Regions from separate parts of the Mus musculus genome. Here regions 1, 3 and 4 are each linked to region 2. Evidence: chromatin contacts called from public ChIA-PET and promoter capture Hi-C data. All regions are on one chromosome and are shown on one strand. The core of a region is the stretch at or near the end of the contact, and the rest is flanking DNA. Distances in the headings are between cores, read along the strand shown.

The links. Promoter capture Hi-C pulls out the DNA fragments that hold promoters and counts their contacts. ChIA-PET counts read pairs in DNA pulled down with a chosen protein or histone mark.
Region 1: a contact with region 2 is called in a promoter capture Hi-C map of the HPC-7 cell line, with 4 times the contacts expected there. The contact joins the enhancer-like site here to the promoter of Ugp2 in region 2. A contact is called at or near these places in 9 of 39 promoter capture datasets (the 3T3-L1 cell line, the C10 cell line, the HPC-7 cell line and 4 more), 2 of 15 datasets of contacts at CTCF or cohesin (large pre-B cells and stem cell-derived epiblast-like cells), 1 of 484 Hi-C or Micro-C datasets (bone marrow-derived macrophages), 9 of 115 datasets of contacts at active chromatin or transcription factors (the 230-238 cell line, the NIH/3T3 cell line, astrocytes and 5 more) and 3 of 9 other capture datasets (adipose tissue, liver and macrophages).
Region 3: a promoter capture Hi-C map of liver shows a contact between it and region 2, with 2.3 times the contacts expected there. The contact joins the enhancer-like site here to the promoter of Ugp2 in region 2. A contact is called at or near these places in 4 of 39 promoter capture datasets (embryonic stem cells, hippocampal neurons, liver and 1 more), 5 of 484 Hi-C or Micro-C datasets (embryonic stem cells, myocytes and uterus), 5 of 115 datasets of contacts at active chromatin or transcription factors (astrocytes, bone marrow-derived macrophages, effector CD8 T cells and 2 more) and 2 of 9 other capture datasets (adipose tissue and liver).
Region 4: an RNA polymerase II ChIA-PET map of memory CD8 T cells shows a contact between it and region 2, with 24 read pairs. The contact joins the promoter of Sertad2 here to the promoter of Ugp2 in region 2. A contact is called at or near these places in 1 of 39 promoter capture datasets (pre-B cells), 4 of 484 Hi-C or Micro-C datasets (B cells, CD4 T cells, cardiomyocytes and 1 more), 3 of 115 datasets of contacts at active chromatin or transcription factors (effector CD8 T cells, embryonic stem cells and memory CD8 T cells) and 2 of 9 other capture datasets (adipose tissue and liver).

Annotation. Positions count from the first base shown.
Region 1 is chr11:20,778,911-20,782,188 of GRCm38.p6, forward strand. No RefSeq gene overlaps it. Among named protein-coding and RNA genes, the nearest start is that of Gm32213, 14 kb to the right of the region's middle. Within about 2 kb of position 1,616, at least 15 of the 459 cell types and tissues checked have an H3K27ac peak or open chromatin away from gene starts, as enhancers often do. A contact at or near this core is called in the HPC-7 cell line, where this site is marked.
Region 2 is chr11:21,369,350-21,372,311 of GRCm38.p6, forward strand. It overlaps Ugp2 (UDP-glucose pyrophosphorylase 2), which reads right to left and starts at 1,280. Exons shown (of 10, transcript NM_139297.6): 1 at 838-1,280. The coding sequence starts at 856.
Region 3 is chr11:20,548,652-20,552,077 of GRCm38.p6, forward strand. It overlaps a transcript of Sertad2 not described here. Among named protein-coding and RNA genes, the nearest start is that of Gm32142, 72 kb to the left of the region's middle. Within about 2 kb of position 1,895, at least 8 of the 459 cell types and tissues checked have an H3K27ac peak or open chromatin away from gene starts, as enhancers often do. A contact at or near this core is called in embryonic stem cells and liver, where this site is marked.
Region 4 is chr11:20,630,344-20,633,351 of GRCm38.p6, forward strand. It overlaps Sertad2 (SERTA domain containing 2), which reads left to right and starts at 1,634. Exons shown (of 2, transcript NM_001038625.1): 1 at 1,634-1,930.

The DNA of each region.
Region 1 (3,278 bases), core at 366-2,865, 590 kb before region 2:
TCCTCTTCTTCCCCTTCTTCTTCCTCTTCTTCCTTCTCCCCATCCTCACTAATGCAGCTGGCTGTAACTTTATGAAACAACTCTCGTGCTAAGTAACTGAGGTGCCTGTGTGATGCTTTGCTGTGACAGGATGGGGCAAGCCTGGTGTTGGTTATGATACGCTGTGTGGTCAGAGAGCACTCCCAGAATGCATTTGGACTCTGGGCATGGGCTGGGAGTTGCAGGGGGAGATTGTGAATTGGGTGACCGCAGAGATGACAGAATGCTGCTGAATCTGTTGGCTCTTCTGTGTCTTCACTTGGGAAGGTATCCCCAGACCAGCTAGAGACCAGCTAGAGTCTTTAGTTGTAGACTAAGAAGTCTGCAGCAATAAGAAGGCTGTTTATGCACATGCTTGATTCAGATTTCAGGCCTTAGCACAAAAGTTTGCTCTGCAGTCACTCAGGTGTTCTTAGGAGATAAGTAGCACAACTGAGGAAAAGCCAACCTTGGGAAATGTATACTGTCTAGCTGTGCTTCTGCCCAGTTGCCCTCCTCCCCCAGTCTGTTTATGTACTCCATCTTTGCACTCTTTACCTGTTGACAGGTATGTGCCCAGGCATCTTGCTGGTCCTGTCCTGCCCACTTTGCCATCCATGAACTTATAATGCACACCCACAGAGTGCAGCAGTGCTCTGCAAATGGGTGTGGCCTGACTCCAAGCCCTACTTTCTTTACCTTTCTTTTTAAAAATATTTATTTATTATGTATATGAACACTGTAGCTGTCTTCAGACACTAGAAGACGGCATCAGATCCTATTACAGGTGGTTGTGGGACACCTGTAATTGAACTCAGAACCTCTGGAAAAGCAGTCAGTGCTCTTAACCACTGTACCATCTCTCTAGCCCCTGACTCTCTCTTAATTGTGTAAGTTTATGATTACTTTTTTTTCCTTATAGAATTCACTCTTTGAAGCATCATTAGTTGGAAATGAATTGGAGATGGGTGTCTTTTGTTTTTGGTTTTTAACAAAGTACATTTAACAAAGAGCAGCATAACACTAATAACCCAGGGCAAAACGTAATATGACAGGTGTGTATTAGATAGCACCAATCTCCAATAGCAAAAATAATGAAAATTCTAGATTCCTGAGCATCTGTTTGAGTCTCTAAATTAAGTGATTTCTATCTTCTGTGACGAGACAAGGGAGGAGGGGGGCTTTCTCTCTATCCTCTCTACTGTTGCTCTTGGGTGGTCAAAGCATGGCTCTACTTTTCTGTCCTTGGTTCCCCTTTGAGCATCTTGCACAGGATTTTCTTCTGCTTGGGCTCTTCAGGGTGGCATCACCCTGTCATTCTGGAGTAGGTGAATGCTTCCCATTGTTTACCAACTTAGCTGCTGCCATTTGCTAGAGACTTCAATCCACGGAAGCTGTTTAGAAGCTGGAAAGAGGTGTCCCCCAACAATGTACCCTATTTCTGGCATTTTACCCTAAATCCATTCTTCCTGGTAATCATTTCTTACCCCCATGGCAAACCATGTCTTTTCTTGCCAGGGCTCACAGACATCAGCTCTCCAGGAAATGACTTTTGCAGTCTCTCCACAGAGGCACAGGAAGAGAGAACTGGTGTCTCATTGCTAATTGACCACACTGTGGTAGAGAAGGCCATGATGTAGGAGTAAAGACTTTAGAGTTGACACAAATACGTCTAACAAAGACCAGCAGCTGCTATCACTGGCATGGGTAGAAAGCCGACTTTGTGTGAAAAATTCAGTAATGGAGTCACCAGAAAGTCGGTATGTGGAGGAGTGACCTAGGGTGTGGTGACAGATCAGGATACCGAGAGCAATACAACTCACGATTGATGGGTATGAATGGACACACGTGTGTGTGCGCAATGTGTGCATGCATGTGTGAGTGAGTACATGTGTGTGCGCATGTCTGTGTGTGTGTGTGTGCATGTGCCTTAGACACTTAGCCAGAGGTTCTAACAAGCTGCCCAACAAGCAGACACCCGAGAGATTTCTGAGGCCATCAGTCTGGACTAACACGTTGCCCACTTTGAGGCTGTCAGTCTGGACTAACACATTGTCCAGGCACGTTTCCTCTCCAGATTGTTAAGTTGGTCTGTTGACAAGCAGCCCTCCCATGTCTCGGAACCATCTTTGATTTAGGACCATTCCAAGCCCTGTCCATCATTCTCACTCTCCTCTCCACAGATGACACGATGCCGGCCCCAGCTCTTCTCCAGGTTAGATTTGTCTTTGTGCTTTTCCCTTACCTTCATTTTTTTCCTCTCTAGTTGGTGAGAGGCCATCACCCAGCAGCACCTTAAAGTTCTCATTCCCCACCACCTTGAGACACACCTTAGTGACCCAACTGCAGAAGCCTGAGATGTGCACAGTGCCTTCGTTATCTGATTGCTAACCCGTCTTTCTTGTTTCTTTTACAAACCTTTCTGGAAGGTATAGGGTATGCTTGCTGGGTTGCTCCACTTTTCTTAAAATTGGAACCATCACGTTGCTTGTTGAAACTGGCTTTTTTTAAAATGAAGGATATATATTTATTAACAGTGAAAAAACATTTACCCAAAGTGAACATTATAAAATACAGAGTACCTCCATGTTCTGGGTAGTTCATTTTTGTAGCATTATCTCTACCTACATAGAGTTCTGTTTTACTTATTTGGGATATGTGTGTGTGTGTGTGTGTGTGTGTGTGTTATATGTATATCACTAACCAGAGTCTTAACTTACACATCAAGATAAACAAGAATATTAATTTAATGACTTTTGAGTAATGATTACTAGGGAAAACATATTACACACATTATTTGTTGTCAATCCCTGGATATTTTAAAACTAAGTTAGTTACTAAAATATAAAAACAGGGGACAAGATAGTAGCTATGTTGGCTAGTTTTCTGTCAACTTGACAAACTAGAGTTATCTGAGAGGAGAGAACCTAAATTAAGACGATACCTCCATAAAATCTACCAGTAAGGCATTTTAGTTTCTCTCTCTCTCTCTCTCTCTCTCTCTCTCTCTCTCTCTCTCTCTCTCTCTGTCTTTCTTTCTTTCTTTCTTTCTTTCTTTCTTTCTTTCTTTCTTTCTTTCTTCTGTTCCTCTTTTCTCCACTTAAAAGGTCAGGTAGAGAAGGACTGCTAATTCTGCAAACCCCAGAATTCACAGGTAGCAAAACCTGGCCATGCACCGAATCTGCTTGGGGCCTGAAGGGGGATGGATGTAGAGTATATTGCAAAAGAATTCCCTGTGGGTTGCCTCCTTGTAGGGCCTC
Region 2 (2,962 bases), core at 30-2,529:
CTTTAAAAGGAAAGGGGAAAGGTGCATGGACAGTCACTGAGGATCACGTGAAGCGGTTGCAAACTTTACTGCATGTATTAAGCAAGATGGCTGAAGCTTTCACACACTGGGGTCTGGAAGGAAAGGCTTCTTATAGGCAAACTCTATACAGTTTTGTGACAGAAGTTTAAGGCAGCACCCAATTGCAATACTACAGCTTGGTTGAGGGGTATTTGCTAAATGCATTATTTACACATATACAGATTTGAATGGTAATTTTCAAATTTAAAGAAAGCATAATCTTTCTATATTAAAAAAGAAAAAGCTAAGAGCACTGCAGCAAAGTCATTTCTCTGACTGGTATGACCTCCAGTGTCTACAAACTACTGATTTCGCAATAAATTACTCTGAGACTCAATCCACGTACACACAGAAAAGAAGTGGAGAGCTTCCTACTAGTCTTGACAAACGCATCTGCCTGTCCCTAGCCCTCTGGGTTTCCTTGTCCCACAAAGATAACTAACTTATCATCGAGTGCAAGAAGGGAACAAGAATTAATCAGCAGTCAAAAATCCTGTTTTGATTTTTACAATTACTATCCACGATGTCAGAATACTATTAAAACTGATTTTAGAAGGTAGAAATAACCCCTGCAGGGCGCAGAGGCATACAAACACGTATATGAAATGCCAACCCAATAAGTGGCGCAAAGCAGCTTAAATACCAATTTAACCAAAAAGGTCTGGCAAACGGTATCACAAATGAACACTTCCAGTTACAAACTACCCACTTACTTAGAGACTACCAATATTCAAAATCGGACGAAGCAGCCAAGAGACAGAAAGCAAAATGTCTTACCTTGTACAAATCTCGACATTTTAGGATCTTATTAAAATAATCTGGCTTATAATTTTCAATTTCTAGAATCTACGTTGTAAGGAAGGTCTCTCTCCCTTCCCTGCAACCGAAGTGTTCTTTCTCCTCCGATGTTTAACTACTTAAAGAAGAATTCGGGGGGAAAAAAAATCAAAACTAGTCTTTAAAAAGAAAAATCCTGAAGACGGAAAACTTGGTGGGACCGACTCAGCTTGGGAGGGAACTCCAGGCTACTCAGCGATCCCGACACCAACAGGGGACGACTGGAGACTCCGGAAAAGGTAAAACCAGACGAACTTAAATTTCATCAATGGAGAGGCGGACCTAGAGCCGCTTCACCGCCCTCCGGTCTCCACGCCCTCTAGGGCAGGACTGCCGCAGGCCCCCGGCCGCACCCCGAGGCCCCTCGCCGGCGGCCGTCCAGCGGCGAGCTGCTGGCGCCCCGTGTAGATCGGGAGGCGGGGAGGCCGGCGAAGGGGCAACGCAACCTTTTCTCCAGCCCATAAATAGCCGGGACTCGGAGATGCTGCGAATTCCGCACTCGGGCAGACAGCTGCCCGCGGCCTCCACTGGCCGCCCTCCCCTACGCAGCCGCTCCACACCAGGGCCCGGCTCGCCCCCTCCCTGCCCCCCGGGCCTGGCCGCCCAGACCCCCCGGGAGGCCTGGCCCTCCCTGACACGCCCTCGCCCGCCCGCCCGCCCGCCCCCTACTCTTCCACGCCCCACTGTCGGCCCCCGGCCACGCCTTTCGGAGCAGGACCCCACAAGGAGGTCGCTCGGAGCCCGGCCCGCCCCTTAAGCGACACCCACCTTCCTATTCCCTCGAGGGCTGAGAAGTTGGGGGCCTGGAATCAGGTCTCGCACGCTGCACGAGCGTGGCCGAGGCGACCTCCCCTCCGCTCCCGTCACACGCAAACACCTGGAGCCTGGCGCCAGCGTGCGCAGCCCCTGACCCTCCAGCCCGCCGCCTCCGGACACCGGAGCCCCCACTTTCGCCACACACCTCCCCTCCCCCTCCTTCCCCCCTCCCAATGCGGAAATGTCCCTACTGCTCAGAGCGACAGGCACAGCCGCCAGTCCGGAGCCGAAGTTTGCCTAAGGACCTGGCCAATGAGACACGCGGAGGTGGCAGGGGGCGGGGCGTTCGAGGCCCGAGGGAGGCGGGCGCAGAAGCGAAGGCGGGAATCCCACGCGTGGGAGCTGCACAGGCAGCAGCACGGTGCCAAGCACGTCTGTCTCTGCTTGCTGTTTGCAGATGCCACGAGCGTGTGAGAAAACCGAAGCGTGTGCTTGTGTTTGCACTCCACCAGAATTTGCCCGTTGAGGAAACCTTGAACTCCCCTTCCTCAGGGACACCAGGCTCTTCTCAAGAGGACCCAAAGGCTCTGCCACCAATTAGGGTTTGAGGAGGGTTAAGGCAACCTTTTCAGAATCAAGTAAAGGGATGGGATGTGTGTGGCTCACCAACAGGAGGAGGGCCTGGGGGCGTCGAAGGGAATGCCAAATAAAGGCTCTCCAGAAAGAGCCATCACTATTCGCCTTGCCTCGAATCCCACTCCTGGGCACGTTTGTGCTGGAATTGGGCGTTTACTTTTCTAGCCAAAGTGAAAATGACTTATTATCCTTAAGATGCTGATGATAGATCTTGAAGTCTCCAAAAGAAAGATGAAGTTAAAAGCCAGAACGTTGGCACCCGTCTGGGGACTCCCTGAGGTGTGCCCAATCACAGCTAGTCTTGCCAACCATTTAAGCCTGTAAGACTGCCTGTCTTCTTTAACATTCTCGCGTTACCCTACTTGGTTTGTCAGTTCTGTAACCAAGCACTTCCAGAAGGGTTTGAAATGTACAACATTATTCAGCCAAGGTAAATGAGAATTTCTAAATTATTCTCTAGAAAAGAGAGAGCTTTCATTATTCAGTCCTTTGGGTTCATATGGAAATGTTATTAAACAACACAGGAAAAGATAGTGTTCATGTTGCTTATGTAGAATCCAAAAACCTTAGGCATCCAAATATCTCAGCTAAGAAAATAACTTTCTCCAAATGAAAAAAATTTCTAAAATAACAAATGACGTCAGTTTAATAACGACACTTGCTCTGGAGTTTT
Region 3 (3,426 bases), core at 645-3,144, 820 kb before region 2:
TGGGCCACTGTGTCTGACTTTGAAATATCGTTTTGTTATGTTTTGTTTCTTTTTGAGATGGGGTTTCTTTCTGAAGACCATGCTGGCATCAAACTCAGAGATTCATCTGTCTCTGCCTCTCAAGTACTGAGATTAAAGGTGTGTGGTATCCTGCCTGGCTTTAAAATATGTTTTTAAGGGTTGGAGAGATGGCTCAGTGATTAAGAACACTAGTTGCTCTTCTACAGGACCTGAGTTCAATTCCTGGCACTGACAAGATGGCTCACAACCATCCATATCTTCAATTCTCAGGGATCCGTAGTCGTCGTCTAATTGCCTTTGTTCATGCAAGCACACAGGTAAATGTGCAGGCAAAACAGTCACATAAAATAAAAAAATAAATCTTAAAAAAAAGTATTGAGCCCCATTCAATCCCTAATATCACTCCTTACCCAAAAAAGAAAAACAAACAAACAAACAAACTGTAACAGTAGACCCAGGCTTGGTGGGGAGACATGGCTCAGCAGTTAAGAGGACTGACTGCTCTTCCAGAGTAGCTGAGGTTCAGTTCTCAACACTCACATGGCAGCTCATTCCCGTCTATAACTCTGGTTCCAGGGCATCTGACACTCTCACACAAACATACGTTCAGGCAAAAACATTAATAAACATATAGTAAAAATAAATTATATACACACAAACACACATACACAGAGCCAGGCTTAAGATTTCTTGTCAAAACAAACAAAAGCAGAGAAAAACTTAAAAAGAAAGTCAAAGAAAAATTCATGCATTATTTCCTTTTAAAGGGAGCTTGGCTTTGGGACCCTCTTTTGTAGTCATTCATGTTGTAGTGTCTGAATGCAGTAGAATATACTCACTCAGAGTAGCGTGGCTTGAAGGATTGGCTTTATCCCATTTACTTCCTTTTATTTAGGGAGATGGACAAGGGTGTGTACTGAAAGGCTATACTTTAAAGATCACCCTTCATGGCCTCTAAAAATGAACAGTGAGCCTTCACCATTGTCTTTGTTGTTGGTTTTCTTTGTGTTTTGCTTTAAGACTGTGTCTCATGTGATCCAGTTTGGCCTTGAACTCTTGATCCTCCTGCCACCTTAGGATTGCAGGACTATAGGATTTAAGAACCTTTAAAAATTAGAAGGTAAAACCCGGCACTTGGGGGCCAGAGGCAGGTGGATCTCTGAGTTTGAGGCCAGGCTGGTCTACAGAGAGAGTTCTAGGACAGCCAGGGCTACACAGGTCAAACAAAGAAACAAATAAAATAAATACATTAGAAGGTGGCTAGGTGTGGTGGCATGTGTCTTCAGACCTAGCCTTGGCAAGGGGAGGGAGGAGGATGAAAAGTTCAGTTACCTGGTGTGTTCAAGGTCGGTCTGGGCCTCAAGAGAGTCTGTCCCAAAAAATAGGCTCAGAGTTTGCCTGTTATATAAATTTGTTAGAATTCAGCCTTACTCTTTCTTTAATTATTAGCAATTATGGCAGCCTTATGATAATGTTCAACTTTCAATGCGAACCTGAAATGTTGGTGGCCTCATAATAGGACCTATTTAAACAAATGAATCCTACACAGAAATGTCTAATCAGTTTTGAAGATAGAGAGTACTGATCTCTCGAGTGTGAGTTTTTTTATGCATAAATGCTTTTCTGACTGCTGGGACTGAACTATGTACTCTGCGCATGCTCAACACAGGCGCTGCCACTGAACTACAGCCCCCACCCCCCACAAAAGAAGCAACTCTTTTTGTTTTAGGATTTATTTTTAATTACCATGTGTGTTACTTTAGGTGTGTGCACGGAGGCTAGAAGCCTGGAGCTGGAGTTCAGGTGGTTAGGAACTGATTGACACGGTACTGGGAACTTATTTGTTCTGAACTGTTGAGCCGTCTCTCCAGCCTGCTCCCAGGAATCAACTTAAAAAACAAAACAAAACACCCAACGACTTACCTGTTTGTTCAGTCGCCACTGAACTGAAACAGCAGCTTGATTCATTCCCTGCTTTTGAATTTTTTTAGGATGATTTGTGTGATAGTGTGAGTAAGCCTTTAACACTGAATGCTTACTTTTAATATATCAAATAATCAAAATATCCCACCTTTTAAGTATGGTTTCCCACAAGTCTTTGTTGAAAAGTTGTTTTCAATTTTCTTACTATTTCTGAATGATTACACTCATTTGTGTGTGTGTGCATGTGTGTGCGTGTACATACATGTGCATGTGTGCATATGCATGTGCTTGTGACATCTTTCTGAGTTTTTTTCTTGACCATATTAATTTTTCCTTCAGCGCTCTGTGCGTTTGCCGATGTAGACCATGTAGAGATAAAGCTTTCTCTTATTTTAGACTGCTATATTGGACCAATGGAGAAGCCTTTTCTATAGAAAGATTTTCTTTGTTTTATAGAAAGATAAGCATTGATCATCTCACCTGCAGTTTACCTAAAGTTTAAAGACCACACTGTAAACCTAAGACATGGCTCAAAGTACTCGAGAGAGACGGCAACAGAAAAAATATTAACATCTTTATTATTTACTGAATATTTTTGGGGGGTGTGTGTGTGGTACAGCCTTTTTTTTCCCCCTCTGTTGATGTCACTGTAAAGTGTCTCAGACATGGACTTTGTTTTGCTCCATGCCAAGTGATTGCTGAATTTATAAGGAGCTTTCTTTTCTAAGTGGTGACTGTCCCAACCACATTGAGGGCGACTTTCCTGAGAAAGTCACAGCACGGGAAGCAACAGCTCCTTTTGTTTTGTTTTTAAACTCTTGAAATGGTGTTGGGACATCAGACCTCAGCCACAGTGAAGTTTTCCAGACTCACGTTGTTGCATGATTAATGTCCCTGTTGAAGTCATATCGGCATTACTGTCTTCATTGGCTTTAATTCAAATGAAATGTCCCCTTTGGGTTAACTGTTGTTTGGATTTTTTTTACCTAGAAAAATCAGAACATAAAAGTGAATGCTTTTTTCTTTCTTTGTGATGCTGAAAACCAGCCCATAAGCATAAACAGCAGATGCCCTACCACCGAGCTATACCTCCAGACCCAAATATGTATTTCAAAGTACTATGTCCATAAAAATCTTGTGAGGAAAAAAAAAAAAATCCCAAGGACCACAGTCTTTGACTTGGTAGGAATATTTACTGATTTCTCAAACTTCTTGACATTATTCAGACATCACAAGTCAGAAGTCCTTAGTCCCATTAAATAAAATAAATAGGTCTTCCTTTTGAGACTGGATCTCAAACACATTATGTTGCCCAGGCTGGCCTTGAACTTGCTTTTAGTCAGGCTGACCTGGGACTCCTGTGTCAACCCTCTCAGTGAATGCAGGAATCACAGATGTGCACCAGCAAGACTGCCTGGCTCTGACTTAGAAAACAGTCTGTTGCTATTTTTAAAATGTAATTTAATTCATCTTTAACTTAAT
Region 4 (3,008 bases), core at 384-2,883, 740 kb before region 2:
GCAGAACTCTAGAAATGAAAACCATCTTGGCTCTCCAGCAAAATGTGTGAAAGTTTATGCCACTGAGCAAGACCTCATACTCTATGCGATGCCATTTTGTGCTATTATAATGACTTGCCAGAGAGATATACAATTAGCTGATATTGGTTATACCTCATGAAACATGTATATGAGATTTTGATAATGCCAAGGATTTGCTAAAAACAAACAGCAACAACAACAAAAACCTTTTTACTTCTCTAATTAATAAAACCTGACATTGTCTCCTTTACCGTTTAGCACACATCATAATAATAATTATTATAATTATTAGAGACACATTCTCACTATTTAGTCCTGGCTGGCCTACAACTGCCTATGTAGACCAGGCTGACCTTGAACTAAGAGAGATCTGCCTGCCTCTTCCTACCTAGTGTAGGGGTCCTACAACTGGTGATGGCTCATATTTAATTTTGATAGGATCATCAACTCGATTGATAACAAATCATTACAGAACAGTTTGAGTTGGAATAAATTTGTCTTGATGTTTAAGACCTTTATGTTAGGTCTTAAAGCTTTATTGTCCTTAAATACAACTAGTGTCATGGACCATTAAACAGCAAAGTGGTCTGAAGAGAAATTATTGATTGGAGTGGCAGCCAAAATTTTAAAGTGCCTGAATTTCTTTTGTAATATCTTTATGTAGAATGCATATGCCATTTTAAAGGTAATGATAAATGTTCCTGTTGAGCTGTCCCTGGCCTCTTAGTTCTCTTAAATTCGAACCACTTAGGCACATGCTAATACTAAGGACAATATAAAGCTCCTTGCTAAGTTTGAGTAGTTAAAAACATTAAGGATTTTTTGTTGTTTTGGGGTTTTTTGTTTTTTGTTTTTTAAATGGGAAAGATAAGGCTATCAGCGTGAAACTTGTGGGCAGAGGACCACGCCTCCAGTTCCCTGTGTTCTCCAAGCGTGGTCTCCCTCTGGTTGGCTGCATGGTCTCCATAAAGGATGCAACTCTGGTATGTCCGACCGACTCCAAAGGTACTAGTTGGTGACTCATTTCAACTTCTGTCGTCAGCTCCACACGGAGCCCTTGGCCCCTCCCCCCATTCCCATATCTCCGAGGGCCATTGGTGGACCCTATCCTCCCGCCAGCCGGCCCAAGTGGCCAAATAGCTCGGATGCCTGTCATATTTGTGGTCGCGCTCCTCTGCGGACTGTGCCAGCGCTGCCGTCTTTGTCATCACCCACTCTGTCATGTCTGTTTTCCAGTATGTGGGGGCCATTAGTGGTAGTAGTGGCGGTCCGGCTTGGGCGCTCCCATTTCTACCTCTCCTATTTAGCTTTCAGTCCACAGAAGAGGCTGCATAAGCTTGGTGTCTGTCCGCCGCTTCCTGAGAGTTCACCCTGAGGGAATCTGCATTTATGGCACTTGGGCGGGCCCGGGGCGGGCCCTGCGAAGCTGAGGCGGGTCCGGACCGGCTGGAGGCGGGGCCTACGGAGATCTGGACCTGAAGGCACGGGTGGGCGGGACCTATAGTAGGAGGTGGGAGGGGCAGGGTGGGGCCTATACTGCAGGGGCGGGGCTGGTGGGGCGGGGCCCGGCCAGGCAGGGGGTGGGGCCTACGGGGCCTGGCCGGAGCTCGCCAGAGGCTCGCAGGCGGACGTCACTCCCGCACGGCGAGTGCTGGAGCACGAGCTGTACCTCTCTCGGCCCGGGCGTCCACTCCGCCCGCCTCCTGCTTCCTCCAGGCTGCCCGCCGCCTCCACCATTGTATAATGTTCCCGACTCGCAAGCAGAGGACGCCGGAGTCGTAGCTCCGGCCTCGCCGAGCTCCCTGCTACCGTCGGCCCCGCGGCGGGGGCGCCCCGCATGGAGCGGGCATAGCTTGAGGGGTGGGCGGAAACCCCTCCGATGCGTTAGCTCCTGGTGGACCTGCTTGTGGTGAGTTCCGGGCCGAGCTGGAGGCTCCCCGGGGTTGGGCTCCGGCGGGCGAGGGGCGGTGCTGGGCTGGGCCAGGCGGGAGCCCAAGGCAGCGGAGGCCGGACCGGGCAGGTTGGGGAGCACCCGCTGGCCGCCTGGAGACCCCGACTGTCACGACCTGGGGCGGGGTCCGGGCGGCAGGGGCCCGGAGCTTTTGCCGTCACAGCTGGTGTGTGTGTGTGTGTGTGAGTGTGTGTGTGTGTGTGTGTGCGCGCGCGCGCGCGCTCGCTGTGGTGGCTCTGGTGCTGAGAACGTGCGAGACTTTTTTTTTTTTTTAAAGATTCCGGTTGCTGGCAGGGAGGCTGCTTCACTTTTGAGTTCCGTGTCTGGGTTTGCATCCAACTTGCTATATTGTGTTTCGAGAGTTTCCCGGTGGTTTTGCGTTAAAACAGTTCTCTTCACCCTCTTTTCTTCCGTGCCCAAGTGAATTGATTTTGGATCCAAATGTTTATTAAACTTAATGCCTTCCTGGTTTTTAAATTAGAAATCTACAAGTCATCTTGGTGTTAACCGCCTATGACGGGGCAGAGGGGGGGCGGTGCTGAGGGGAGCCAGCTGTCCCGACGCGTAGACTTTGTACCATTGACACTGGGCACTTCAGAGGACCATTGCGTCGAGAGAAAGTACTGAATTGTTCATATTTTTCTTAACTATAAATTGTCTTAGCTTTAGCCGGAATGGTAGCAAATCAGTAGAGTTGAAAATTGAATTGTAAGTTTCGCAAAGCAGTGAGACTGTTTTAGAATAACTTTTTGCTCGCATCTAGGTAGTTTCAGGAGTAGAAAGTCGGTTTTGCAGGCACTGAGTGGAGGGCAGTCAGCAGGGACAGACTCAGAAACGGCAGATTTTATTTAAGTAGAATCAGTCAAACCCTAGCTGGCTTTCAGGAACAGTCGTTGTTTTCAAGCTTTGTTCTTGAAACGTGCTTTTGAATTCCTAGTATTTGTTAAGAAGTGTTCAGAACCTATGGAAAAGGGCCTGGAGGTTGTAGTCACCAGTAGGATGGCCCAGGCCCTAACTGTTCAGAATTGCTTTTTGT